Linked DNA regions of Sus scrofa: region 2 is linked to region 1. The links are chromatin contacts, called in public HiChIP or PLAC-seq maps. All regions are on one chromosome and are shown on one strand. The core of a region is the stretch at or near the end of the contact, and the rest is flanking DNA. Distances in the headings are between cores, read along the strand shown.

What was found. HiChIP or PLAC-seq counts read pairs in DNA pulled down with a chosen protein or histone mark.
Region 2: a contact with region 1 is called in an H3K27ac HiChIP or PLAC-seq map of alveolar macrophages. The contact joins the promoter of NEK6 here to the enhancer-like site in region 1. A contact is called at or near these places in 1 of 5 promoter capture datasets (liver), 7 of 47 Hi-C or Micro-C datasets (blood, heart right ventricle, liver and 1 more) and 2 of 2 datasets of contacts at active chromatin or transcription factors (alveolar macrophages and skeletal muscle).

What each region holds. Positions count from the first base shown.
Region 1 is chr1:265,041,326-265,048,477 of Sscrofa11.1, reverse strand. No RefSeq gene overlaps it. Among named protein-coding and RNA genes, the nearest start is that of NEK6, 34 kb to the left of the region's middle. Within about 2 kb of position 4,792, at least 22 of the 83 cell types and tissues checked have an H3K27ac peak or open chromatin away from gene starts, as enhancers often do. A contact at or near this core is called in alveolar macrophages, liver and retroperitoneal adipose tissue, where this site is marked.
Region 2 is chr1:265,075,420-265,082,624 of Sscrofa11.1, reverse strand. NEK6 (serine/threonine-protein kinase Nek6) reads right to left here and starts at 4,218. Exons shown (of 10, transcript XM_003122163.5): 1 at 4,054-4,218.

The DNA.
Region 1 (7,152 bases), core at 3,543-6,042:
TCAACCTTTCCTCCAAAGAGAAGGATTCATTTTGGGGAGGAGTATGGTATTTTTAAAGTACCATATTCGTGCTAAATGTGCTCTTTCTACAGAAGCGTTGCTACTCCCAGACCTTCTCAGTGAGCAGAGCTGAGAAAACACAAGTGCACACACAGTTTAAACCATGTCTCTCACTGACAGCTCCAATTCCAGTCCAATACCATAGCATTCTTCAGAGCTCCCCTTCCATATTCGTATTCCTTGTTGGTGAGAAACCAGGCTCCTTTAATCCACAGTGGATTATTCATCTGCTCCATCCCTTGTATCGTCCCATCCTCTGGCCACCAGGCTGCTGTCCAACCCAACGTGAACTTTGACCTCATAAGGGCCACCATACTGCCCACTAGGACCTGCCTTGTGAGTTTCAACTGGATGTGATGAGAAAGAGCATAAGCAGGAAAAAAAAAAAAAAAAAAAGAACACAGGCAGGAGGAAAAATGGAAAGAGGAAGGGGTAAGGGGAGGGTGGGAAGGAAGGAGAGAGAAAATAGGCTGCCAGACAAGGGATGGTTTTTCATAGCAGATTTCTGGGATTTTTCAGGAATATTCACTTTGTCTCTCCCCCATCTGCCTGGTGCTGCCCCTGGAGGGAACTGGAATCAAGACCCCAGGGAGAATGGATCATGTCCCAGCCTGAGCTGCAGAAGTTTTCAGAGGAGGAGAGGATCTGGCTTCCCCTGGGCCTCTAAGGCCTTGCCAATTCACCTCAAATGCTACATGTTGTTAGAAACTTTACAAATTAAAAAGTTTTTTTTTTTTTTTTTTTTTTTTGTCTTTTTGCTATTTCTTTGGGCCGCTCCCGCGGCATATGGAGGTTCCCAGGCTAGGGGTCGAACAGAGCTGTAGCCACTGGCCCACACCAGAGCCACAGCAACGCGGGATCCGAGCCGCGTCTGTAACTACACCACAGCTCACGGCAACGCTGGATCGTTAACCCACTGAGCAGGGGCAGGGACCGAACCCGCAACCTCATGGTTCCTAGTCGGATTCGTTAACCACTGCACCACGATGGGAACTCCAAAGTTTTTTTTTTTTTTTTTTTTTTTTTTTTTTATGGCCACATTTGTGGCACATGGAAGTTCCCAGGCTAGGGGTCAAATGGGGACTTCAGCTGTTGGCCTACACCACAGCCACAGCAACATGGGTTCTGAGCCGCATCTGTGAACTATACCACAGCTCATGGCAATGCCGGATTCTTAACCCACTGAGCAAGGCCAGGGATCGAACCCACATCCTCATGGATATTAGTCGGGTTCGTTACCACTGAGCCGCAATGGGGACTCCTAAAAAGTTGTTTGTTTTTTAATTGGGAGAAATTTGGTTAGCTCAATAAGTTAGTGATACAGCAAGCTGATCTTTGATAAACTAACTCAGCTGCAGTGGGGGTTGGGAGATGAAATGTGGTCTCTACTGACAGACTCTGGTGTCCCCTCCGTCTAAATCCAGAGTAGCTCTGCTCATCTGCTTTAGAACTACTGAGCTTTTGCCTGATCTTTCTTAGGTTTAGAGAGAAAATTTAGCCTGGGTGCAAGCCCTGCTGAACTGCGGGTTGCCGTGTGACCCAGAGCCAGCCCCCTGCCTTCCCTGGGCTTCAGCTCCTCATCTGGGAAAGGAGAAGTTAGGTTCCAAGTTCTGTGCATCTTCGCCTTGGGTGGGTGGCACATATAGCTGGGGCCCAGTGGTGTCCTCTTTGGCTGCCAGTTCCCAGGGCCAGGGAGAGAGGGGCCACTGTCCCCATCCTCCCCCAGAGAAACAGGTCTGTCGGCTGGGCCTGGGCCTGCAGCCAAGGGGAAACTGGAGACAATGAGCCGGAGGCTCCGGTGCTGGGGCAGGTTGTGCAACTTCCGGCCAGCGCCTGCAAACAAGACTTTGGCCCCAGACCTTGAGGCCCGGGGGGTGGGGTGGGGTGGGGAGCAGCCCTCCCCCTCCCCCAGGACCCAGGCCACCCAGCTTAGGCGACAGAGCTGGGGAGCAGGCTGGGTGCTTTCTCAGTTCCGCAGGCAACCAAGTGGCTCCCGGTCCCTTGAGAAGGGTCCCACCAAGGGGGGTCAGGACACATGCCGCAGGGACGGTGGAGGAGCTCCCGTGTGGCCCTGCCTGTGCACGTAGGCAGCAGCAATGTGCCTGCGGCTGTGGTTATTCACAAGGTCACCTGCTTGGGAGCAATCCTGGAGGGTTGTCTGGACGAGGCTCTGCTCTCATGGGTGCTTGGGATAAATGCACAGCCTCCACAGTGTGAAATGTGTCCAGGTGTTTGAGGGCACCTTGGCAAGCCGGTGTGTGTGTGTGTGTGTGTGTGTGTGTGTGTGTGTGTGTGTGTGTGTGTGTGCTGTTTGCATGCATGTGATGAGACAGCAGATTGCATACATGTGAGATTATGCATGTGGACGGGATTCCCCAGAGGTCTGTTTAGGTCTGTGGCTACTCGTAGGTGCTGAAGAATGTGCATGTGGCTGTCTGCCCGTGTATGTGGGCACATTGGTGGGTGGGTATGTCTGCCCATCACGGGTGTGCATGTGTGCATATGTCTGTGCACGTGGGAGCCCCTGGCTGCTGAGCCTGTGGGGGTATGATGGTTTGTAGACATGTGTGCTCTCTTTGGTACCCGTGAGTTCACGTGAAGGATAGATGCTTATCCAGGTGCTCATGCAGGACATGTGACTCTGGGGCCTTGCTCCAGCTCATTGCATGTTTTAGCCCCATCACTCTGCAGTCTGCCAATGACTCTGCAAGCTTCCAGCCAGTTTTCATGTCCCACCAGCAACGGAGGGTGAGGTTAGGAGTTTGGGGCTCCTCTTACCTTTGTGGGGGCCTGTGCAAGTACCCCAAAGAAATGCAACTATGGGGAAATTGAGAACCTAGGAATCCTAGAATTTATGTTGGTCCCTGGGTGAGGGGCAGGAGGCTTTCACGTGAGAGATGGGACCTAGAGCCTGAGATGGGACCCAAGCAGGAAGAAACTGCAAGACCTGCCAGAACCTCCAATCTGACCAGCCTCTGCTGTGGCCTAGAGGCAGGGGGCTGGCTGGAGTGACCTCCACCCAGGACGCTGAAAGAGAAGAAGGGAGGGGGGCCCCCAATAGGAGTGGCCCCCAATAGGAGTCCCGGCAGCACTGGTGGGGAGGCAAGACCATACCTCTCTACTCCCTCAAAGGAGTCTGCCCCTGGCTCCTTGTTCCTTAAAGAGTGGGGTCCTGGGGCAGCTGTCCCAGCTTGGAGAATGTCTTCATTCCCTTTAGAGCTGTTTTTCAAGTTCAAAGATTTGGCCTGAGTCCTAGGGACGACCCTGAAAGAAGAGGACAAGATAGGCTTGCTAGGAAGTTCCTGTAGTGGCTCAGCAGAAACAAATCTGACTAGTATCCATGAGGAAAGTTTGATCCTTGGCCTCACTAAATGGGTTAAGGACCGGGCATTGCCATGAACTGTGGTGTAGGTCGCAGACACAGCTTGGATCTGGTGTTGCTGTGGCTGCGGTGTAGGCCAGCGGCTTCAGCTCTGATTCAACCCCTAACCTGGGAACCTCCATATGCCTCTGGTTTGGCCCTAAAATAAAAAAAAAAAAAAAAAAAAAAAGGGATAGGCTTGTTAAATGCCTGCTTGGTCCAGACCCTCTGCAAGTGTGGCAGGTTGGGGATTTCTTTGCACCTTCACTGCTTTCTTCTTTCCCCTGACTTTGTGCAAGTGAGCCTCTGGGAAGGCACAGTAAGGAGACAGCCTCACTGCACATAACACACTCCATCTATGCTGCAGGAGACAGTGTTACCACAAGAAAGCTTTGTTTGCCTTGGAGCAGGTTCACTGCAAAGAGCTAGAAGGAGCCCTGTCACATGCCCCAAGAGGTCTGACTCCCACCCTCCAGGATGAAGACTCTGAGCTTGGAGAAGAGGGAGGAAATTCTACAGGAAGGAAAGTTCTGGATGCCTGCTGTAAGAGTCAGGGCCAGTCAGAAAAACAGAGGAACCACTCTAGGTATTTCAAACAGAGGAATTTTAATGCAGGGCACTGATTGCACAGAAGGGGGAAAGGCTGAAAAACCAAAAAGCAAACGGGGAGGCAATCCAGTTGGGGCAACGGCAGAAGTAGCTGCCTCTCCTGGGCTGGAGGGACAAATGCAGGCAAGGATACTGCCCACATGTGGTTTGAATCACTGCAGGAGACACTCGCCAGCCTGAGCTACAGAGGAATGGGTGATTCTGCGGGCGCTAAAGACACAAAAGACAGCAGCCAGTGCTGGAAAGACGACATGCCCCCTGCCCTGGCAACCTCCACTAAGCAGAGAAGCAGGTGGGGAAAACCCTGGCTTCTCCCACCCTCCAGTCTCCCACCAGAACTTCCCATTGGCTCAACTTAGCAGGAAGCCTGGGAAAAGCAGTTTGCAGGAGATGAGCGGTCGTGTTTGAAAGCACACGGGCCATGCCCAGCATGCTTTCCCATGATGCACTCTGTAGAGGACGTGGAGGGAAAAGTAAAGAAATACTTGGCTCCATCCCCAGGACTGTGGATATGATTAACTTTTGATAAGAGTCTGATGGACAGCACACACACATCCTTCCCTGTGCCACAGGCTCCGGCGAAGAATGTGTGGCTTTCTGCTATCCCCACCACAGCCCAGCCAACTCAGGACAAGGTTCTCCAGGCTGTGGTTGAGGAAACCAAGGCTTTCGGAAGGGAAGTGGCTTCTCCCAGGCCACCCAGCTGGAAAATGGCAGAGCCGGGACTCACACCCACATCGGAGTTACGCCACAGACCCGAGCCTAGGGGAAAAGTGATGAGTCAGGGATCAGGTGCCACTGTTGGGAGCAGATGGTGATGATCAGCCTGGGCTGGGCTCTGGGCAAAATTCTGAGATGGAGAGAGGCATTGAAACGAGGGAGGCCAGGGGGGAAAAGAGCCACTGATGGTGAGACTAGGGAGCATGGCGTGGTGGCTAAGAGTGGGACTTTGGAGCCCAGCTGCACATGTCGCATCCTGGCTGTGTGACGGATTTTCTCTGTGCCGCATTTCCTCATCTGTAAAATGGGTGCAATAGCGATAGTAGTACCTGCTTCACGGGACCGTTGTGAGCACCGAAGTTGACATAAGTGTTTGCTGCTGTTATGTGTTGTTTTGATTTTGGTTTTACAAGTGAGGAAATTAAAGGCTTGGAGAGGTGATGCGAGTAAAGGATGATGATGCCATGAGAAAGCAGAACAGGACTGAGGTCCGCCGAGTCGGGGGCATGCTCTTGCACCCCTTTGTTCTCTGCCTGGCCCTCGGGCTCTCTCCTCGCCCTCCTTGGCCCACAGCCCATCACCGCTGTCATGTGGATTCTCTCTACTCTCCTGTTCCACTCTGATAAGCCACCTCCTCCGGCCGGCCTCCAGTCTTCCTGATGTCACTGATCTCTGGGCAGCAGCAGTATCCCTTGTCTAGTTTCTCGGGGCTTCTAGGCTTGAGACACCCGTTCCTGTATTAAAACCTAGAGTGGTTCCCAAGGAAGCACTGCCTGATACAGTTGTCATCAGCTATTACAGGGTTCCCTGGACCAGGCCTTTTTCTGTGCTTCTTCTGTGTGTTAATGTCACACTAATCTTAGGTTACGGAACCCACTTTACAGAAGAGGAAGCAGCGGGTCTGGAGAGGGGAAGCCGTTTGCCTGAGGTCGTGCAGCTCGTGAGGGGCAAAGCTGGAGATTCAAACCCAGAGCCCACGCCCTAACCACCTCACTGCACTGCCTTGCTTGCCATTGGCCGTCGTGACCTCTAGAAGACATCCTCGCATCGGCCCCGATGGCGGGCGGTGGCCTCTGTGACTTCCCTGTCTGGGAAATGTCCCGTAACTGCCCTCAGAGACACGGCAGGGGGATGGTATCTCCCGCAGGTTCTCATCTCCAGGCTGAAGACCCAGTGTCTGGGGAGGAGCGGGGAGGTGATTTCAGGCCCTTCCCCTTTGGGTGCCCTCCCGGGTCCTGGGAAGGCTCCTCACCCTGGCGTCTCTTCCCTTCCAGCTTGTCCCTCCTTGTCACCCCTGGGCTCTCCCAGGACCCTCGATGACTCACCCGTCCAGCACTTTCACTTCCTCCTTCGCTGGAGGAGGCTTTTGATCTGCCACAGTTTCAGCAAGGAAGCCTGCTCCTTGTGGGCTTGAAAGGCCATGAGGGAGTTCCCATTGTGGCTCAGCGAGTTAAGCCCCCGACATAGTGTCTGCCAGGATGTGGGTTCGATCCCCAGCCTCGCTCGTTGGGTGAGGGATCCAGTGTTGCCGCAAGCTGTGGTGTAGGTCACAGAGGCAGCTTGGATCCGACGTTGCTGTGGCTGTGGTGTAGGCCTCAGCTACAGTTCCAATTTGACCTCGAGCCTGGGGATTTTCATATGCTGCAGATGTAGCTGTAAAAAGAAAAAGAACACAGGGGGAAAAAATGGCCAGAAGGGGCATTCCTGGGCCCAGGCCTACAGGGCTGGGGTCCTGCCTCTGTGGAGGGTAGGGAGGGGCAGGCTCCTGGGCCTTCTTGTCAGACACTGGCCTGAGCTGGACTCTGTCCAAATGGTCGCTCACCCCCAGCACCTGTACAGGCTGGCACAGAGGGAGCTGACCTAGAATCTTTAAGCTGAAATTATGCCATTCATATTTTTTGATGGCATTGAAGGGACATCTTCATTCATTCCTTCCCTCACTTTACAAATCTGTCCTCGCCTCCTGCCTACTAGGCAGTCTCCAGTGGACAAAGAAATCAAGGTTTGGTCTCTGCGCATGGGGAGTTGGCAGTCAACTGGGTGATGGGTGGGGTTGGCGGGGGCAGATCCATGAACAGAAAACCCAGCTCTGTATCGAAGCCTTAGGGATATTTCTTTTCTTTTTTTTTTTTTTTTTTTTTGTCTTTTTGCCATTTCTTGGGCTGCTTCTGCGGCATATGGAGGTTCCCAGGCTAGGGGTTGAATCAGAGCTGTAGCCACCGGCCTCCGCCAGAGCCACAGCAACGCGGGATCCGAGCCCCGTCTGTGACCTACACCACAGCTCACGGCAAGTTGCTAGATCGTCAACCCACTGAGCAAGGGCAGGGACCGAACCCACAACCTCATGGTTCCTAGTCAGATTCGTTAACCACTGCGCCACAACAGGAACTCCGGATATTTCT
Region 2 (7,205 bases), core at 2,969-5,468, 35 kb before region 1:
TCCCCAGAGCTTCGCGTTCTGATCACCCTCGGAGGCGATGGCCACGGAAAGGCGCATGGCGTGTGCAAAACCTCTTCCTAAGAATGATGTCAGCAAAAAAAAAAAAAAAAAAAAAAAAAAAAAGAGAGAGAGAGAGAAAGATTAAAATGTAGAAACAAGGACTATTTTTACCTCCCCAAATCACAGGCCAGACGGGAGAGAAATCCATCAATGCCAGAAATGTGGCTGGGCCTTCGCACAAGATCTATTATTTCACACCTTAAATTAACGCATCTCAAAGCAATTTGCAAATGTTCATCAATTTGCAGAACACACTGGGAAGGGGGAGAAATACCTTTTCCTTTCCACACCAAAGGACCCTCGCAGGGGCGCCCCACACCCCCGACCGCATGGTCTTCGCACACCATATTCCTTTCAAGGACCGTGCGGTATAAACCGTGATATAAATGGAAATGAGTGGGGAAGAGACTGGCCCGGGACTGAAACGGCAGGTGACAAGCAGCCGATATCGAAAGGATTCTGTTGTCAGATATTCAGAATTGAGGGTCAGGCCCCGTGGGGGCAACTCTCCATCGTCAGGGGTCCGGATGGTGGGCTCTTCCTGAGAGGCAGCGTGCCGGCTCACTGCCTCCCCACACCACCTGGAGGTGCCACCTCGTGTTCAAATCTTGGGCGACTCACCAGGGCCCTCCGCTCTCCGCCCTTTCAGCTCCCTGCCTCGGTCTGACCCGAGAAAAGGAAGGGAATATTGTTCTCTTTTTGACAATTGTTTTGACACTTCCCTTCTGAAACCCATCTTTGGCACTTCGAGAGGAGAGAAAAATTGTGAACGGCCGCCCTTTCTATCTGACAGCTCGGGCCCTGGGCGTTGGCCATGGGTACGGGAGGAGGAAGAGCGGAGAAGGCAGAGAGGGCAGTGCCTCCAGAAAGATTTCGCTCAGAAGCCTGCAGGCCAGTGAGGACCCTGGCTGGTCTTAATCCACAGCCGGACAGACCCGGTTTAAAGTTAAGAACTTCAGGAGTTCCCATCGTGGCTCAGTGGTTAAGGAATCCGACTAGGAACCATGAGGTGGCGGGTTCAATCCCTGGCCTTGCTCAGTGGGTTAAGGATCCACTGTTGCCGTGAGCTGTGGTGTAGGTTGCAGACGCAGCTCGGATCCCGCGTTGCTGTGGCTCTGGCATAGGCTGGTGGCTACAGCTCGGATGGGACCCCTAGCCTGGGAACCTCCATATGCCGTAGGAGCGGCCCAAGAAAATGGCAAAAAGACAAAAAAAAAAAAAAAAAGAAAAGAAAAGAAAAGAAAAAAAGTGAAGAACCTCAACTCTGCAATCAGAGATGTGAGTTTTGATGGTGATTTGGCCATCAGCCAGTGTGGGACCCCGCCCAAGTTACTGTAAGCTTCATCTTCTTCTCTGTAAGATCAGGATAACAATCCTGGACCTTCGCAGGGTGCCAGACACCTGGGACACAGCCACGGTGGCTTTCCCGGTGCAGTGGGAAGACTATAGGCTCTGCTCAGTCAAGCCTGGGTTCAAATCCAAGGTCAAGTAACGGCCTATCAGCACATGATCTTCAGCATTTTATTCAATCTCTGTACCCTGGTTCCGTCCTCTGTAAAATAGGCATCATGATCGCTCCCATCTCTTGGTGTCGGTGAGTGGAGTGAATGAAACAGGCACTTAAAGCTTTTGGGGGTGTGCCTGGCACATGTTATACCCTCAGACAGTGGTGGCCGTGAACCATCAGTTGATAAAATTATGGACATCGTCTCATCTCTGGGCCTCAGTTTTCTCATCTGTGAAATGGAGATAATAACATCCGCCTCACAGTGAAAATTAAATGAGTGTGCTATGTTAAAACACTCGGAGGTGGGTCCGTGCACCTTCAGAAGGCAAATCCTGGTGCAAGGAAAAGGGGCTAGGTGTGAAGTCAGGCAGGTGACAGGGCTCCGCCTCCACTTCCTCAGCGGTCCCAGGACACGGTTCGCCTGCTCTGAGCCCTAATTTCCTTGTGCATATAAAACCAAAAGCCAGTCTCGACAGCCTGACTTCTGGGAACAGCGTGGCGCCCAGGACAGTGCCCGGCCCCAGTGGGGACTTCATAAATGTGACTTCCCTTCCCCGCTCCCTGGCTCCTTCCTCGCTTGAAGCCTCCAGAAGTGCCATCTGGCAAAGCCAGGAGCTCATTCGCTCGAAACCTGCGTGGCCCTATCCCCAGACCAACCTGAGCTGCTGCTTCAGTCTGAGACTTTATTTGGTGGCAGCAGAAACTACTTTTTAGTCATTTCCGAAGCAGACGGGACGGCAGAGGCTGACAAACCACAGGGACCATTTTAAATCCTGGGCCTTTCTTCTGGGAAGTTAGGCAAGAACCTTCCCAAATGTTTGCCCGTGGGGCTCTCTGCCAGGGAGTGACTCATTCATGGCTCCCCGCAGGCATATTTTATTTGGGGGTGGGGGATTGAGGGAGGAGGGCCTGGCCTTGCTGGGGGAAGGGAGGCAGCATTTCCAGCACACCCAGAGGTGGGTTTGGGGTTTTTTTTCCTTTCATTTTTTTTTAGGACCCCAAAGAAAAAGAACATGGGGCTTTTTTGTTTCCTTCCAGCTTTTGTTTGCGAAACGAAGACATCCAAAGTTCACTCCGTAAACTGCAGGGCGTTGGGAACAGGCGCTTCCAGCCGGCTCTGCATCCCTTTCAATGAAATTCTTCTTCCATTAACGCCACGGTTTTTAAATGTGCCTCCAAGGTTCGCCTGCGCACACACTGAGCTCCTAAGACGACATGTTCCCCTCAGAAAGGCAGGTTGAATTTTGACAATCCAGAGGAACTAGGGCGCTCCAGAGTTTCTAAAGTTTGCCTTAAAGCAATTAAGACTTTCGACTGCAGAGATTTCCAACATTTATAAAGCACACACACCAAAAAAAAACCTGTCAGTCAAAACTGCAAGGACAGACCCTGGAAAACAGTGTCCCAAGCCTGCTGTGATCAATTTACTGTCTTGGGGGCTCATACTTGGTGCTCAGGCTTGATACAAAGAATCAGATGAGTATCTATCTACTCTGCAAGGCAGGCAGAGAGAGACCCCTAGATAATACAGCCAAGTGTCTCTGGGCCCCTGGTCTCCCCAGGGTCAGCCACACCCCAGGCCTGGGGAAAGGGTTAAAATTCACCAGGGCCAGAAAGGGGCAAGAACAAAGCCAGGAGACCCAGAAGAGTATTTAGGAAAATGAATCCAAGTCCTCCAGGGCCAAGCTAAGCAGCTCCACCAGGCCCACCACAGCCCCACGGAGGGGCCTGCCAGTGGCCCTACCCAGGCCCCGCTGGGCTCTGCAATGTGACCTCTGGCCTCTCCTTCACCAAACAAGGCCCAGCACCCACTGGGTGCTCAGGCCGGGCCTGCTTCTCCACCAGCTCATCACACAGTAAGCCTGGGGGGCGCAAAGGGGACCCTCAGCCCCCAGAGTAAACATACTTGAACACTCCTGTACACAAAGTACACGCTCACAGCCACATGTGCACACTTTTGTCCTCATGGGCTCCTAAGTCCGCACACAAATCACTTGTGGGCACTCACTCGTGTGTGTGCGCACACATAGCCCCAGAACCCACACGTTCTCCGTCACAAAAATGAGATCCCACAAGAAGCATTTGGCACATAGTAAACACTCAATAAATGGACAAATGGCAGCCATGCCCACTCGCCCCGCACTCATTCACACCAAACCCCACGATCACAACGCTCCCATGTGCACACGCACCAACTCGGCCACAGGCACGCGCACACTCCTGCGAACACACCCGGAGGGACAGATGGACACGCCGCCCACGCACGCTCCGACGCACGGCCCGGGACACACTCAAGGCTCACGCGCGCCCCGACCTCCCGCGTGCACACCCGCCAGCTCTCCCCCGCGGAGCCTCGGGCGCGCGCGCGGGCGCGCGCACCCCCCTGCTCGGCCCGGGTGTGGGTGACTGCCCCGCCGCCCGGCCCCCGCCCCTTTCCCGGCCCGCGCCGGTCCGATCCGGCCGGGCCCCGGCCCCAGGTCACTCACCGGCTCGCAGGCGGGCTCGGCTGCGGGCTGAAGGACCCGCGCACGGACCGGCGGGCGGCCGGCAGGAGCAGTGGGTCCCACACGAGTTGGCGGCGCCGCGGCCGCACGCTGGTCCGCTGGGTTCCGCCGCCGCCTGCGCGGGCCCGCGTGCGCGCTCCCGCCCTCCCCGCCGCGGGGCCGCGCCGCCCCCTGCGCTCGTGCGCGCTGCCGCCACGCAGGCTCGGGGGGCGACGGGGCGGCGCCCTCTCCACGCGCGGATCTCCCACTCTCCCAAGCCCGCTTAGCTGAGGACCCCCTCCCCATTTTCAAGCTGGGGAAACTGAGGCCCAGACTCACCCAGCGAGTCAGGCCTAACATGTCTCCTTCTCAAGCTCTAGACATTTAGGATTAGCGTCTGCAGCCAGTCAACCCCCCTGGACCCCTGCCACGCCTCTTTGGGTACCCTTCCCCCGACATTGCTCCCACCATAGCCCTGGTCATGTGGATCTCGGCTCATCAACAAGCACTTATTTTGCGCCTGCTGAATGAGCCGCTGAAATAAGCTCCAAGGGTATCTCGATGTGTGAAGGTGCTGGTCCCTGCTCTCAGGGGCCAACGTCTCTTGTCTGGAGCTCCCCAATTCCTGTGAACCCCAAGACCGGTAAGTGTCAGTGTGCAGACGTTTCTGGAAGAAGATTCTACTGAGGAATGCTTATCACCCCCTCTAAGGAGACAGAGTCCACATGGGGGCCCAAAGGCAGCAGCTCAGTTCCCTGCTTCACTTCCTAGAAGGGCCCCCACCCCCCAAAAAAGGGGACCCTCCTGGCTCAGACAGTTATTGCATCCACACTTGCTGATGCTTCTCCTCACGTGCAAAACTGTGCTGTGTCCCCAAGGAGGGCAGGAACCAGAGACTGACGCTGACTGCCTGCCAGCTGCCCAGCTTGGTCAGGGCACGGTCCTGGGCACAGGGGGATGCCCACTGGGCCTTGTTTGCCCAGTGAGTGACCATGTTTCAAGTGGCTGTGATCTATGACAATAACGACACCAACTGAACACCCACTGTGTGCCAGACTCATGGCTGCACACTCTGCCTGGCTGGTGCCATTCGGTCCCACAGCCATTCTATGAAGAAGGCTTTAAGCTGCTTTTGAGCCCATTTTGCAGATGGGGTAAACGAGGCCTAGAAACGATGCTTAGAAAAGCAAAGTCTCTTGCCCAAAGGCACCCAGCTGGTAAGTGGTCGAGCTAGCAGTTGGACCACAGATTGTCTGATTCCAGTGTCTATGTCCCTAATCTAGATGGTGAACAGATCAGCTCTGTGCTGCTGATATAAGGAGGGGCCGACTGCTGATATAAGAGGAAACAGCCCTCCCACAAACCAACCCCGATGAGACAGATCATTCTGCAAACTGGTTAGTTGGGGATCTATTTACAACCTCACATCACATGATATACTTTATAATGAATGCCAGCTAAATTGAAGAGTTAAATATAAGAAATAAACGGTGCATGAAATAATAGGAAAAAATCAAAATTTGGAGATAGTGGGGCCCAGTGGGCATCCCCCTGTGCCCGGGACTGTGACCTGACCTAGCAGATGGGTGCTATTGGCTGTGTTTGTGCAGCAAACATTCATTCATTCACTCATTCACTCGGCACATATCTCCAAGCGCCTTCTACTATTCTAGGCGCTGGGATACAGTCATGAAGAAAATATAGTCCGGACTCTCTTGGGGCTTCAATCTGGGGGTGAGGGTTAGGGGGAGGAAAAGTATCTGGGGATGGCAGGGAAAGTAGGTTTGGTGGAGAAAATAAAGCAGGGAAGTGAGAGGAGAGCCCAGGAGTGACTTTTCATAGAGGTTACTGGGAGAAGGCCTCTCGGATGAGGTGGTATTTGAACAGAGGCCTATAGGAAGGACTGGGGGAAGAGGACGTCTGTGTGCAGGACAGGCCCCATGCTCTGAGAACCATCCTGGTACGCTACAGAGCAAGCACCAACATTCCTGTCTGAAGGAAACTTCGGGAGCAGCTCCAGACCACTGAGAAAAGAAGCACCCCCCCCCATATCTGTGTAAGAATCTGCCATGTGCAAAGCCCATTCTCAGCTTCACAGAGCCCCTGAAACAGGCACTCCCAAGGTCTTCATTTGCCAGTTCGGAAACTGAGGCTCAGAGAGGTCAAGAGATATGCTACAGGTCACACAGCTAGCCACCATCAGCAGAGACGAGGCTGGCTGCAGGCCAGCTGTTGGCTGCTGCTGCGTGTTAGGGAAATGAAGATGTCCTGGCCAGCCCTTCCCTCCCTCTGGGACTATAATTTAGGGACCGGAGGGGCTGGGACATCTGCTATAGGCTTCTAGAGACAGGAGGGTAGGGCAGCAGGACTGAGGGCACGGGGAGTTATCCCCACCCGGTTTTCCCGGCCTTCCTCTTCCTTATCGCCTACTTCCTTCCCTCTGGCCTGGTCCCAGGTCCCTGGTGATGTGCTGGGGCGGGGGGGGGGGGGGGGGGAAGGGGGAAATCAGGTTAAATTCTGCCCAGAGACCCAGCACAATCCCTGCACTACCGGCACCACCCTGGCCAGGGCAGTGGTGGGTAGAGAGAATTGGTACAATACAACCTGAGCCCCATTCAACTTTTGTTTTTAACGCAAAGGATTTTTTTCTTCGAGTCCCCGGATGAGTCACCGTGAAGAGGTGCTTTGCAAAAAGACTCCCAGAATTAGAATCAATGTCTCCCCGCGCACAGTGCCTGATGCTTCCTCCCACGGTGGCATTTGTGAATCCGATCTGGGAGAAGGACTCTCTGTTCACCCCTAAGAGTTTCAGGCTTAAGGCTGTGTTTCATTATCTCTCTGCATTAGGGGGAGAGGACCTTCTCTTGTGGGGCACCTTGTCTGTGCCTGGCTCTGCTTGAGGCTTTTCATCCTCCCAGCATCCCTCGAGGTGGGGGTCAGGATTGCTGTTTTACAGATAAAGAAGCTGAGGCTCAGAGGAGTAACGTGGTTTGAAGACAGCCTGGAATGGAACCCGGGGTTGACCCAAAGCCTGTATGGTTGTCAGTATTTGGGGGGAGTGGCATCGGGAGGGGGACGGGGAGAAGGAGGCGTGAAATATCAGCATCAGATTGGTTCTTTGAAAGCCCTATGTCCAAAAGGTCCTTGATGGGTTT